Regions from separate parts of the Canis lupus genome. Here region 2 is linked to region 1. Evidence: chromatin contacts called from public Hi-C data. All regions are on one chromosome and are shown on one strand. The core of a region is the stretch at or near the end of the contact, and the rest is flanking DNA. Distances in the headings are between cores, read along the strand shown. Region 1 holds the start of ARID1B (AT-rich interactive domain-containing protein 1B). Region 2 overlaps ARID1B (AT-rich interactive domain-containing protein 1B).

What was found. A called contact is a pair of places that touch in the nucleus more often than the background predicts.
Region 2: a Hi-C map of blood shows a contact between it and region 1, with 4 times the contacts expected there. The contact joins the enhancer-like site here to the promoter of ARID1B in region 1. A contact is called at or near these places in 4 of 9 Hi-C or Micro-C datasets (amygdala, blood and skin fibroblasts).

What each region holds. Positions count from the first base shown.
Region 1 is chr1:46,849,856-46,856,321 of UU_Cfam_GSD_1.0, forward strand. It overlaps ARID1B (AT-rich interactive domain-containing protein 1B), which reads left to right and starts at 2,792. Exons shown (of 21, transcript XM_038526420.1): 1 at 2,792-4,750. The coding sequence starts at 2,807. LOC119870759 (a long non-coding RNA gene) reads right to left here and starts at 4,563. Exons shown (of 2, transcript XR_005353727.1): 1 at 4,453-4,563; 2 at 1-1,954.
Region 2 is chr1:47,091,833-47,098,298 of UU_Cfam_GSD_1.0, forward strand. The region is part of intron 4 of ARID1B (AT-rich interactive domain-containing protein 1B); the gene reads left to right. Among named protein-coding and RNA genes, the nearest start is that of ARID1B, 240 kb to the left of the region's middle. Within about 2 kb of position 3,194, at least 17 of the 20 cell types and tissues checked have an H3K27ac peak or open chromatin away from gene starts, as enhancers often do. A contact at or near this core is called in blood, where this site is marked.

The DNA.
Region 1 (6,466 bases), core at 1,542-4,041:
TCTGAGAGGCTTTTATTTTGTTTTCTTGAGAAGGTGTGTTTAAAAACTGTAAGTTGAATGAATAGGAGCCCACTACTTATCTTCAGCAAGGGTGCTTTAAAAAAGGTATTTTAGCATTCTCTGTGGTTTAAAAGACAAAACCAAGTCCTGCCGGCTTTGTGTTGTGCTTCTCTTTACAGACTGCAGTGCCTTCTGTCTGCTTTAGGGTGTGGCATCTGCCATTGGGGAGGAGAAACTGGCATGTGTCGCCTTTTATAGCAGGCTGATTTCATTGTGCTGGGGGCCTCTATTTCATAGCCTCTTGGTTCCAATCTTCTACTTGACTTGCTGAAACAAATGGAATTAAAAGAGATCTTGACATATATTTTTTTTCTAGTTCCATGATTTTTCTATATGAAAAATATTTCTAAGAAAAAGGCCAGAGAGCTAAACTTGGGTGACTCATGTTTCCCTCTCAGGATTAGTTGTGAAAATAAGCCACAAGATATGGCTACACCTGTTTAAATTGACTTTGACGTATTTTATCAATTTGGATAAATGCTTTCGTGTGACTGTATTATGTATATGTTTAGTTTGGGTCTAAATGTCTAAAAGCATAAATGTGTAGCTGATTTTAGAATATATGTGTTCACACACGAAACAGACATGTATTTATAGTTGCATATGAAAAACTTTAAAAATTCAACTTTTGTGGTGTACTGTGTATAATCAGTACGTATTTGAATGTATAAAGGGGGAAAATCCAGGAGAAAGTGTCAAAAAGGCACACTAACAAAGATGTAGTATTCTCTTGGCAAAAACTGATGAATGATTTGGCATGAATTCATCTTACAGTTCTGTTAGTCTCTCTTACACACAATGATATAACCCCTGTTTTCCAGCTGTTCGCATGGAATTGCGATTTGTTGTTTGTACACTCTATAATGACCCTTGGGTGTGCACCTGATTCCCCTCCCCCACCAATTAGCCACCAGTTTTTCCCAGCCATCGTTTTCTATTTAGTCATTAACATATTTGCACTTGTGCAAGCAAATAAAAATAACCGCTGCAGTAGAAATAAACTAAAACGATCTTTATAAAAAGCTGAGGGATGAAGGGACTTTAGAAAACTATGTTCTCCCACATGTATCCTTTCAGTTAGTGTGACCTCTTGGAAAGTTCTGGTTTCAAATGCTTTCTCTCCGTGGAAACGAGTTCCACACTAGTACAAGTGAGGCACTGCTTAGGTTCAGAAGGCCTGCTTGAAGATATCCACGAGGTTACCAGGTGATGAATTCACAATAACAAAAACACTTAAAACACCCTAAAGTGACAGAAGAGTAGGGTATTCTTAAAGGAACACGGTCCGAAACATTTCTGCTCTAGGGCTAGATCTGACCCATCTCCATTACTACTGATCTTCTATTTATTGGGCATAACACGTATTTCTTTTAGTTTTGTTTCACATTGCTTAGAGATGAACTCCTATCCAGAGGGTTAATTGTGCACATTAACCTCTGAAATATGATGAAAGGCGTCGTACAGATTTATGAAGACACGAGATAAACTTCAGCTGTCCCTATTATGGCACCGATAGTTAAATTTCCATGTGCAAGCTGGAGCATAGCACACACCGGTCTACTTATTCGAAGACTTTCCCTTTAGAGAGAGGATAGAGAGAGACAAGCGCCTGTCGTTAAGAAAAATGCTCCTCTGGGAATACTTTTGCGTCTGTAGGCACTGCTAAGCCTACAGGCATACAGAAGGTGCCTGGAAAGAAGAGTTACGTAAACGTCCTCTTTGGGGCAGGTGCGGTCCGTCTCCGCACTTCCTGGGCGCTTGCTGTGTCCAGGACACGCACTCCCCGAACCCACGCGGCCGACCTTCCCCGAAACTCTTTCCTCCTCTCGCAAGTTTTGGAGAAGTTGTGGGAATTACACCGATGGCCCCAAATCGAGGCAGAGCGGCTAACGTTCTGGGGGAAAAAAAAAAAAAATTACATAACTCCTGGGAGAGGCAGTGCTGCTTTTTTTTTTTTTTTTTCCTTTTGCACGGATCGCCCAAACATTTTGCTCCTCCGAACCCCGGAGGCCAACCGACAACTTTGTCCCCCAGCCCTTCTCCCTCTTTTGTCTGCTCGTCAGACTCGTTTTCCACCTTTGTATCGTTCCTTTTAGACGTGAAAACAAACACGCGAACGGCCGGTTGGCAAGGAGACGGGGCGCGAGGGGAGAAAGCGCAGCCCGCCGCCGCCCCAGGCCGCCCCAGCCCAGCCCGCCCTGCCCAGCCCAGCCCTGCCCTGCCCTGCCCGGGGCGGCGGTGCGCGGGGCGCGGGGCGGCGGGCGGCGGGCGGCGGGGCGGCCGGGGGCCCGCGAGGCTGCGCCCGGCGGCGGCGGCGGCGGCGGCGGCGGCGGCGGCGGCGGGGGGCGGCCCGCGCCGAGTCCAGTCCGCGTTTTGCGAGTGCACGCGAGCAATCAGACAGAAGTGGATAATAGTTGCTCGGGCTCGCTCGGCTCCCTCGCATGCCGGCCTGGGCCCGACAGGCTCAGTCAGTCGTGTATTTACCCATATCCGGGTTAGAGAGGAAAAGAGAAAAGTTTCATTTAAACCTGAACTAAAAACTTTGACCATGAAATCACACAGCGGGAGCAGGCCCAGACCGTAAGGCGTGACGCCCGGTTCGGCTCCGGCGGGGCCTGCGGAGGGGGAGGGGGCCGCTCGCCTCCCGTCGGGGCGTGTGGATGCGCACAGGAGGGGCCGCCGACTAAAAAGTGGGTTTTATTGTCTCCCCCCGCCCCCCGCCCGGCCTCGCCACGCCGCGGCGATCATGGCCGCGCGGGCAGCAGCGGCGGCGGCGGCGGCGGCGGCGGCGGCGCGGGCGCGGACGGGCAGCGGCGAGCGGCGGGCGCCCCCCGGGCCGCGGCCGGCGCCCGGGGCCCGGGACCTGGAGGCGGGGGCGCGCGGCGCGGCGGCGGCGGCGGCGGCGGCGGCGGCGGCGGCACCGGGACCCATGCTGGGGGGCGGCGGCGACGGCGGCGGCCTGCATAGTGTGCACCACCACCCCCTGCACCCCCGTCACGACCTGAACATGGCCCATAACGCGAGCACGGCGGCCGCCGCCGCCAGCTCTCACAGCGCCAAGAGCGGCGGCTCCGAGGCGGCTCTCAAGGAGGGTGGAAGCGCCGCCGCGCTGTCCTCCTCCTCCTCCGCGGCGGCGGCGGCGGCGGCGGCGGCGGCGGCGGCGGCGTCCTCCTCTTCCTCCTCGTCGGGCCCGGGCTCGGCCATGGAGACGGGGCTGCTCCCCAACCACAAACTGAAAACCGTTGGCGAAGCCCCCGCCGCAGCGCCCCACCAGCAGCACCACCACCACCACCATGCCCACCACCACCACCACCATGCCCACCACCTCCACCACCACCACCACGCACTACAGCAGCAGCTAAACCAGTTCCAGCAGCAGCAGCAGCAGCAGCAACAGCAGCAGCAGCAACAGCAGCAGCAGCAGCAGCAGCAACATCCCATTTCCAACAACAACAGCCTCGGCGGCGCGGGCGGCGGCGCGGCTCAGCCCGGTCCCGACATGGAGCAGCCGCAACATGGAGGCGCCAAGGACAGTGCCGCGGGCAGCCAGGCCGACCCCCCGGGCCAGCCTCTGCTGAGCAAGCCGGGCGACGAGGACGACGCGCCGCCCAAGATGGGGGAGCCGGCGGGCGGCCGGTTCGAGCACCCGGGCCTGGGCGCCCTGGGCGCGCAGCAGCCGCCGATCGCCGTGCCCGGGGGCGGCGGCGGCGGCGGCGGCGGCGGCGGCGGCAGCGGCGGCGGCGGCGGCGGCGGCAGCGGCGGCGGCGGCGGTGGCGGCCCCGCGGCCGTCTCGGAGTTTAATAATTACTATGGCAGCGCTGCCCCTGCTAGCGGCGGCCCCGGCGGCCGCACTGGGCCTTGCTTTGATCAACATGGCGGACAACAAAGCCCCGGGATGGGGATGATGCATTCCGCCCCAGCCGCCGCCGGAGCCCCCAACAGCATGGACCCCCTGCAGAACTCCCACGAAGGGTACCCCAACAGCCAGTACAACCATTATCCGGGCTACAGCCGGCCCAGCGCGGGCGGCGGCGGCGGCGGCGGCGGAGGAGGAGGAGGAGGAGGCAGCGGAGGAGGAGGAGGAGGAGGAGGAGGAGGAGGAGGAGGAGGAGCAGGAGCGGGAGCTGTGGCGGCGGCGGCCGCGGCGGCGGCAGCAGCAGCAGGAGGCGGCGGCGGCGGCGGCGGCGGCGGCTATGGGGGCTCGTCCTCGGGGTACGGGGTGCTGAGCTCCCCCCGGCAGCAGGGCGGCGGCATGATGATGGGCCCCGGGGGCGGCGGGGCCGCGAGCCTCAGCAAGGCGGCCGCCGGCGCGGCGGCTGGGGGCTTCCAGCGCTTCGCCGGGCAGAACCAGCACCCGTCGGGGGCCACCCCGACCCTCAACCAGCTGCTCACCTCGCCCAGCCCCATGATGAGGAGCTACGGCGGCAGCTACCCCGACTACAGCAGCCCCAGCGCGCCGCCGCCGCCGCCGCCGTCGCAGCCCCAGTCCCAGGCGGCGGCGGCGGCGGCGGCGGCGGCGGCGGCGGCGGGGGCGGCGGCGGGCGGCCAGCAGGCGGCCGCGGGCATGGGCTTGGGCAAGGACATGGGCGCCCAGTACGCCGCTGCCAGCCCGGCCTGGGCGGCCGCGCAACAAAGGAGCCACCCGGCGATGAGCCCCGGCACCCCCGGCCCGGCCATGGGCAGATCCCAGGTAACCCCCGCGCCGGCCGGGCCTGCTTCCGCCGCGGCGGCCTCGCCGCGCGCCTCGAGCCCGACTTTCTTTCTTTCCGCGTACTTTTTCCGCGTCTTCTGCCGGGGGGGAGGCGGGGGCGAGGCGCCCAAAGCCATTTTAACTCGCGGCTGCCTCCCTCGGAGGCTGGGCGGCGCGCGGCGCCCGAGTGCGCGGCGCGGGGCCCGGGGGCCCGGGGGCCCGGGGAGAGGGTCGCGCCGAGGCCCGGGACGCCCGCCGGGACGCGCGGCCGCCCACCCCCCCCCCCCCCCGCCCCGGGCGCGGAGCCCCGCGCGGAGCCGTGCGCGGAGCCGGGGATTGCGCGCCCAGGACGCGGCGTGGGCGCCGGGGGCGGCCCGGGCGGCTTCGGTAACCAGATCGGCGCTCCCGGCCCGCCGGGTCGAGGGAGGAATATTGACCCCGTCTCCTCGGTGAGCGCCCACGACCAGCTTTAACTGGGAAAAGAACGAGGAACTTTGTCCTACCTCCAGCCACACCGCGTTCCCTCTTAACCTGCAAGGTGAAGGCAGAGGGGGGAGGAAAGAGAAAAAAAGAAAGAAAGAAAGAAAGAAAAAAAAAGGTTAGCTTTGTGGCCACCGAGGGTGTTTTTCGTAGTTGTGCCCGGCTATTCGGAGATACTCGATGCGAGCTTTGAGTTTGAGTGCTTCGTAGCAAAAATAACACCCCGGTTTACAACGACGTGGAGGTGAGAGAGGTTCTAAAATTAATCGATTCATTCCCGAGAATAGCCAGGAAATCCATTATTTTTGGCTTCCAGGCTGCTCGAAAGGAGTCACCTTCGACAGGATAGGCTGTGCTAATGGAACGCATTCCGGTTAAATGGGACTTATTTTGATCTCGGATCAGGCATACATTTTATTCGGCGAGTCCAGGAAAATAGCAGACCCGTGAAAATGGATCTTTTTGGATCAGATTTATTTGGGTTTTCTTTGATTTGCTGTCCCCCAGGTCCTACAGCGTTATTAGGAAGTGTCCTGCACCCTTGCTGTTTCTTGCTCGTAGGCTGAGCCTAAAGACTGACTTGATCTCCTTTGCAAGGTTTGGAATTTGAATTGTGGAGGTAAACTGGCTGTAATAGTCTCCAGACAGCTGCCTCTGAGTTGACATCTAATCTGCCATCTGATTGGCTCCCCTCTCACCATTGGGCATTTAGCACTGCTGATGTAAATAGAAGTGCTGAGCAGTACAGTCACAAAAATTCTTGCCACAAATAATAACTGAGCTCTATTACAAGCAGATGTAAGGTGGAATATTATTTGAAGCTTAAGTTATTACGAATCATAGTTATTAATAAGAGGATTAAATACTGAAAACATGATGCTGGTGTCCAGCAGATTGGGCTTTTTTACAAAATTCCAGGTCTTTGACAGTCTTAACGTGGACACAGCAGATATCACGGACTTTGATTGTAAGATGAGAATACGGCAATTGAAAAGCAATTAAACCAAAGATTTTACCGATTCTTGGATTCGTAAAGCTTTGATGAAAGCTTCCTTTACAGATTAAACTCTGCAAACAATGGGTTGTCAGCACGACGCAGTCTAAAATAAAAAATTAAAACGTTTAAAAATTCCCAGGTTCTGATATGCGGCGGTCTCTTTTAGTGATACTTAATTAGCTTTGTAACAAGATGAGAGCTGTGTTTCTAGTAACGTGTGTTTCAACCATTCCGATCGT
Region 2 (6,466 bases), core at 1,944-4,443, 240 kb after region 1:
AGAGAAAGTGAAGGGTTCAATATGAATAAAGACCTTAAAAAAATATATCTCGTAGGTTCAGCACACAAGTCACCAAAGACGGTGATTAAAGGAGCAAGTGCAGGGAGATGAAACCGCATGGCAGATTAGAAACAGACTCCCCAGGGCACCTTCTCCCAAGGTAGGGAGTCTGCACCCAGTTCTCTTGATATTCTCAAGGATTTTGAGCAGAGTAACATATTCAAATCTGTGTTTGCTGAAGACAAAGACAAGCACTTTGAAAGATAATGGGTGGGAAAGAGCGAAAGAGTCTGGTGTCAAGGAAACCAGTTTCACAGAATTCTGGGTTTTAAAAAGGAGAGATATGGCCCTTTACTGAGGCAGTGCTAACAGGAATAGAGGCTAGGATGGATCTGAGAAACCGAATTTGGGGAGTGATTGAATGATGATGAAAGCAAGCTTTGAGTAATTGCTGTTTAACTCCTAACAACCACCTGCTGTTATTAGTCTTCTCACTTTATACCTGAGGCACAGGGGTGCTAAGAAACTTGCCCCAAGAATACAATGCCATTGCTCAGAGGAGTTAAATTCAGTCCCAGGCAATCTTGCCTGCATCCAAGCTCTTAATTTCTATTTCTCCCTGGAAATGGAGGAAAAGCATTCTGAAGTCCTAACATTTCTAGCTTCATTGGCTGTTGCTTCCACCAAAGAAAAGAGAAACTTTGTCCTTTACGTCTTGGTGCTCATTGAAGGTTCTTTTTGAGGGTTTATGCTCATCTCATTCCACATGCTTTTCTATAATAATAAACTCAGGCATCCATTCCCATGAACCCAGCTATCCTCTCCTTGCCCATGACTCCATGTTCTGTTATCTTTAGTACAGATACTCTGTCCTGTACTTCCTGTTGCCAGCTGGCTGGCTCCTTGGTAGACCACAAGCTTGTCAAGGTAAACAGCCCCAAACCAACCCCATTAGTTACTAGTAATGACATAACCATGCTGTTATGCAGCCCACCAAGTTGAAAACTAGGATTTCATCCTGACTACTCTCACATACAGCCATTATCTTACTTGAACTAGAAGCGTCTCAGAGTCTCATTCGGTCCCTTAGGTGGCCTTTTTTTTTTTTTTTTTTTTTTTTTTTTAACCCCCTGCCTTCTTCTCTTGGCTTGCATGCCTGCATACATACAGAAATAACTGCCTACCTACCAACCAACCAGTTGGCATAATTTGGAGTACTACAGAGCAGCAAAAGACCAAAAGTACCCATAAGCGGGAGAGAAGGAGAAAGAAAGTAGGTAATCTCAGGAGGGAGGGGGATAGTACATAAATTTGCTTTTAAGAAAATTATCCGAGGTTTTAAAAAGCTTTGAAATAAAATTGAAAACCATTTAGCAAAGTATGTTGTTAGGAAATTAATAATATTCAGAAAAATAAATGGGATAATTGGGAATATAAATAACTTTTGAATATTTCAAGGACTTGGGTAGTTCTCAGTATTCTTGATTTTTAACCTTGCGTAAATAGCATTTTTTTTAACTTAGGCTTTAAGATTTTATTTATTTATTTATTTATTTATTTATTTATTTATTTATTTTTTAAGATTTTATTTATTTATTCATGAGATACACAGAGAGAGGGAGAGAGAGGCAGAGACACAGGCAGAGGGAGAAGCAGGCTCCATCCAGGGAGCTTGATGTGGGACTTGATCCCGGGTCTTCCGGATCACGCCCTGGGTGGAAGGCAGGCACTAAACCGCTGAGCCACCCAGGGATCCCAAAATATCATCATTTTATATATGTTACTCGTTTATAGCCTGGTACTAGTTCCAGCAGCTCATAAAAGATATAATTTAAAGTTAAAAAGTAAGAGATATGTGGGCAAACCTTTATATTAAAAAATGTTGTCAAGCCATGTAATTGTAAATCAGTACCTAAAAAAATGTTTAATAGGCATCTTTTTTTATTAACCCAAACTTTAAAATTTGAATAAAGGTGGTAAATGTTTGAGTTCTTAGTGTATATGGCACCATGCATGTCTGTTATTGGTAATTGCTGGTGTGTACTATAAATAGTAGGTAGAGTTGAATGAGAAATGGTATTCTATAAACAACAATGAAGCCTACTATTAGCCATTTTTCTTATTCAAATAGAGATTCAAAATATTTCGTAATAGTATTTTAAAACTTTGAAGTTTTCTCAAAATTAGTTTTCTCAAAATGGTTTGAGGAAACTCCCTCCACATAACTCTTGTTTATGACTCAAGAAATTACTTTCTTGGTGTATGTGCGTTTATACCGTGTGTGCTTTCTTTTACGGATCTATCCGATTCTTTAATTTTCTCCCAAAAGAAATAATCTGGCATTTGTGGCTATAAATTATGTATAATCTTAGTGGGGGACAGTGTTGCTTATTTGTTTAACTTGATAATTAAATTAGATACCCATTTTGGAAAACCAAAACTTTAAATATCTGCCCTCAAAGTCATGCTCCGGGTGAATCTCAGAAGCAGCCAGCCGCTGGCAGGTGCTGCGCTGAGTCCCTCCCCTGGCGGCCTCCGCCTTGCGCGGGGTCTTCGCCCTGCCCCGCCCCGCCCCGCCCCGCCCCGGCCTGGCCCTGGCCCGCCCCGCCCCGCCCCGGCCCGGCCCGCCCCGCCCCGGCCTGGCCCTGGCCCTGGCCCTGGCTCGCTCTCCTACTTCTCTCTCCCTTCCTGGCCCGCTTGTCAGCTTCTGAATCAATCATGCATCATCATCATAGTTTATCTATTTTTGTTGCCAGCCACTGGCTTTGTAGAGTATCGAACACACGAAGGAAGACCCCTTGCTAGCCAGTCACCAGGCCCTAAAATTACTTTTTTCCTATACATTAAAAACCATTGTCATGTGTTTCCTTCTCAACTGTTTACGCATCCAGTGATTCGGTTGGGCACTCAATTAGCAAGACACAGATGTTTAGAAAGTCTAAAAAACCGGAAAGGTGGGGGAGGAGAGGCAGGTGAATGATTAAGCGAGCTCAGAAATGCCGGGGGCCGGGGGCCCGGAGCCCGGGGCGGCGGGGGCGGCGGCGGGGGCGGCGGCGGCGGCGGGGGCGGCGGGGGCGGCGGCGGCGCGGGCCGGGCCGGGCAACAAAGCTGCGGCGGGGCGAGCTCCCAGCAGGCACCGCTCCGCGCCGCCCTCCGCCCGCGCTCCGGGCTTCCCGGCAGGCAGCCCTCGCCCCGCCCCGCCCCGCCCCGCGTCCTGCCCTCCTCCTTCCCGCACGTAGGCCGGCGGCGGAGGGAGGACGTGGAGCGCTGGCCGGAGCGCCCCTTCCCCTGGAGCCGGAGCCGCAGCCGCAGCCGCGTGCTGGCCCCATGGCCATCTTCCCTGAGCTGGCGGCCCCGGGCCTGCGGCGGGAGCTCGGGCCGCCGTCTGCAAGCCAGGAGACCGGCTCCCAGGCGGGCGGTGCCACGGCACTGTCAGGCCCCGCTGTGTAAAGTTTCTGCTGACACAGCCTAACATTAAATGAAACACTCCAGCTGGATTGGCGAAGGCAAAGAACGTTTTTCCGTACCATTTTAGCCACATTTTACCCTCAATGGCTTCATTTGCCCCCTAACCTCCTCCCGCGGGACTTGCCAAAATCTGCGTGTTGTTTTCCTACTTCCTTTGGTGCCTCTTTCTGCTCCTCTTCCCCTGCCCCCGAAGAAATACCACCGCCTAACTTCCAGGGCTGGATGAGGTCGCAACTCGTTTGCGCAATTACCAGTGCCTGGTGGTGGAAAAGAACAGGGAGCCGGGGAGGAAGGACGCAGGGTCGGAGCTGAGCCCAGGCCTCCGAGCGTCGGGTGGGGCCGGCGCTGCTGGGCGGGGGGCGGGAGGACGCCGAGCAGGGCGTGTCACGTGCCACCGGGCGGGGCGGGGCCTGCGGCGGGGGCGGGGCCTGCGGCGGGGGCGGGGCCGGAGCCGGGCCCGGGCCCGGGCCGCAGAGCGCTGGGCGGGACCTGCTGGCTGGGGCGAGGCTCGAGTTCTGAACCCGGTGGACAAAAACAGGGCGGGGCGGCGGGTGAGGGGCGGGGCCAGTCCGGGGTTTAGGCTCCCAATGCAGAGCGGGGCCGGGTGCTGGAGGGCGGAGGGGCGGGCGCCGGCAGCGGGCAGGCGGGCGGAGCCTGAAGCCCAGGCCTGCAAGAGCTCTGCTGGGCTGGAGGGTTGGCCTCAGAGCTGGCTGGAGCCAGGGAGATGGAGGCTGGGGCTGCTTAGACAGGCATTTGTGTTAAATAATCTGCAGCGAAGTACGCGCTCATCAGCCTTCCGTGGCGGGAAAACCTGCTCACAGCATTCTTTTAAAAGCTTAGCAAATTCTTAAGTTTGTCTGATTTTGTCTCCTGCCTGTGATTTCCTATCTTAATTAAATGCTAACAAATCATTTCAGAATATTGCCTTTTCTGCTTTTCAGCCTGTCTCTGATGAAGACTCAAACATCCTTCATTAGGTCTTCTCTTTGGTCACTTTCTATGGGAGTTTTAAGTAGAATGTTGCAATCTGGACGCCTTTGACTACATTTTCAGCTAAACAAGGTGACACATAAAACTGTAATAGATTAGTTAAGACACGCATTTAATCCAACTAGTAGTAAGCAATTATGGCCACTTGGTTTGTAAACTTCTTTTATTCCACTCAGTGGAGTATATAATTTTTAAAAGTCTGTTTACTGTGTTGATACAACTTAGATAAGTAGCTTATTGTTTGGTAGTGGCGGTTCTGCTTACTCTCTATCATACTCAGATAAACTGAAAATTGATGAAATTTCCTTTAAAATGGAATCCAGAGGCTAGTGGAGGAGCTCTACTGCCCACCACTTCTGATCAACTGCAGACCCCGTAGGTAGACACATACTTTACAAAACCATCCTGCTCTAGCTAAGACTTCGAGTTTCCCGGCCTGAAGAAAGGTTTTCTCCTCCCACAGCAACAGTTTAGCCAGTGAAAGACTGTCCTAACTCAGCGAGAAACCACTATACTTCTAACAGTTTACTACATTAGACTTTTTGTTTATAATACCCCTCTCGGTTTCCTGCTTTTCCTTTATAAAATGTTCCTCTCTTTTGTTCTTGGGAGTCACCTATGGTTTTGTCATAGCTTGCTTGTTCTGAGTTGTAATTCTCTATTTCTTTCTTTTTAAAAAAGATGTTATTTATTTATTTATTTATTTATTTATTTATTTGAGAGAGAGCAAATGCTCACGTGTGAATGTGAGCTGGGGGACAGAGGAGAGAGTGCATCCTAAAGTCAAAGAGGAGCCCATGCAGGGCAAGATCCCAGGATTCCAAAATCATGAACCCATTGGAAATCAAGGGTCAGTCGCTCCATCCATTGAGCCACCCAAGGGGCCCCAATTCTCCATTTCAGTTAACTTTTGCTGTAAAATAACAGGCAGTTTTATTTTTAAGTTTCTCACAACTTAATTTTGAAACTCTTGAATTTTAAGTGATGGTTTATTATGAGAATTATAGTCTGCCTCTGTATCAATATTGATAAACTAAGAAATGAGTGTTCAGAAGGTTATAAGAGAAATGGCTTTCAGTAATTCTGAATATTAACATTCTGTTTGCTTTTGTGCCTTATAAAGTTACAATGTTTGTGGTATATATGAATATACACAGTATTTTCACTTGTATATACAAACATTTAATTTTAAATAGATTGTATCAGGGACATTCTAACCTTGATCAAGTTGCTACTCACTTAATGACACCTGCCAGTTCCATTTTAAGTTAGATTAAATCCAAAATTCTTTTTGAGTGTTTCATTACAAGAGGTAGTCGTGTACCAGGACCTAATGTCGTAATCCCCATCCCTCTTCATATTGTAGTGAGTAGGGAGAGCAAATGTAGTGTTAGGGTAAACCCTGATTGGTGGCCATCTGTAGGCTAAGATTAGCAGCTCTTTTTAGGTTTTGAGCTTCAGTTTTGTGTAGTAATGGTTAAATTGATTTAGGTGTGTGAGTTTGGGGATGTTTACCTCCTTAGCTTTGTGAATATTGACTAATGGAAAGGCTTAATTTTCTCTGTATCTCAGAAAGATACCTATAATTGGAAAAGAAAACGGAACAAACTCTTTCACATAACCTGAAATTTTAAAACAGTGCAACCTTAACTGAATCAGTTTCAGAACAATTTCACCTGTCATCCTTCCACATATTCAGTAGTTAATCAACGCTTCTCCCAGCTCTAATGGTGAAAATGCATCTGGAAATATAGGTACATCAAGCTTTACTTAGGGGCACCTGGGTGGTTCAGTGGTTGAGTGTCTGCCTTCAGGCTCAGGTCCTGGTTCTGGGATGGAGTCCCTGCATCAGGCTCCCCCGCAGGGAGTCAGCTTCTCCCTCTGCCTGTATCTCTGCCTCTCTCTGTGTGTCTCTCATGAATAAATACATAAATCTTAAAAAAAATAAAAATAAAAGCTTTACTTAGGAATTACCATCCTAATACTACCTAGAAAGTCTTGGATTTTA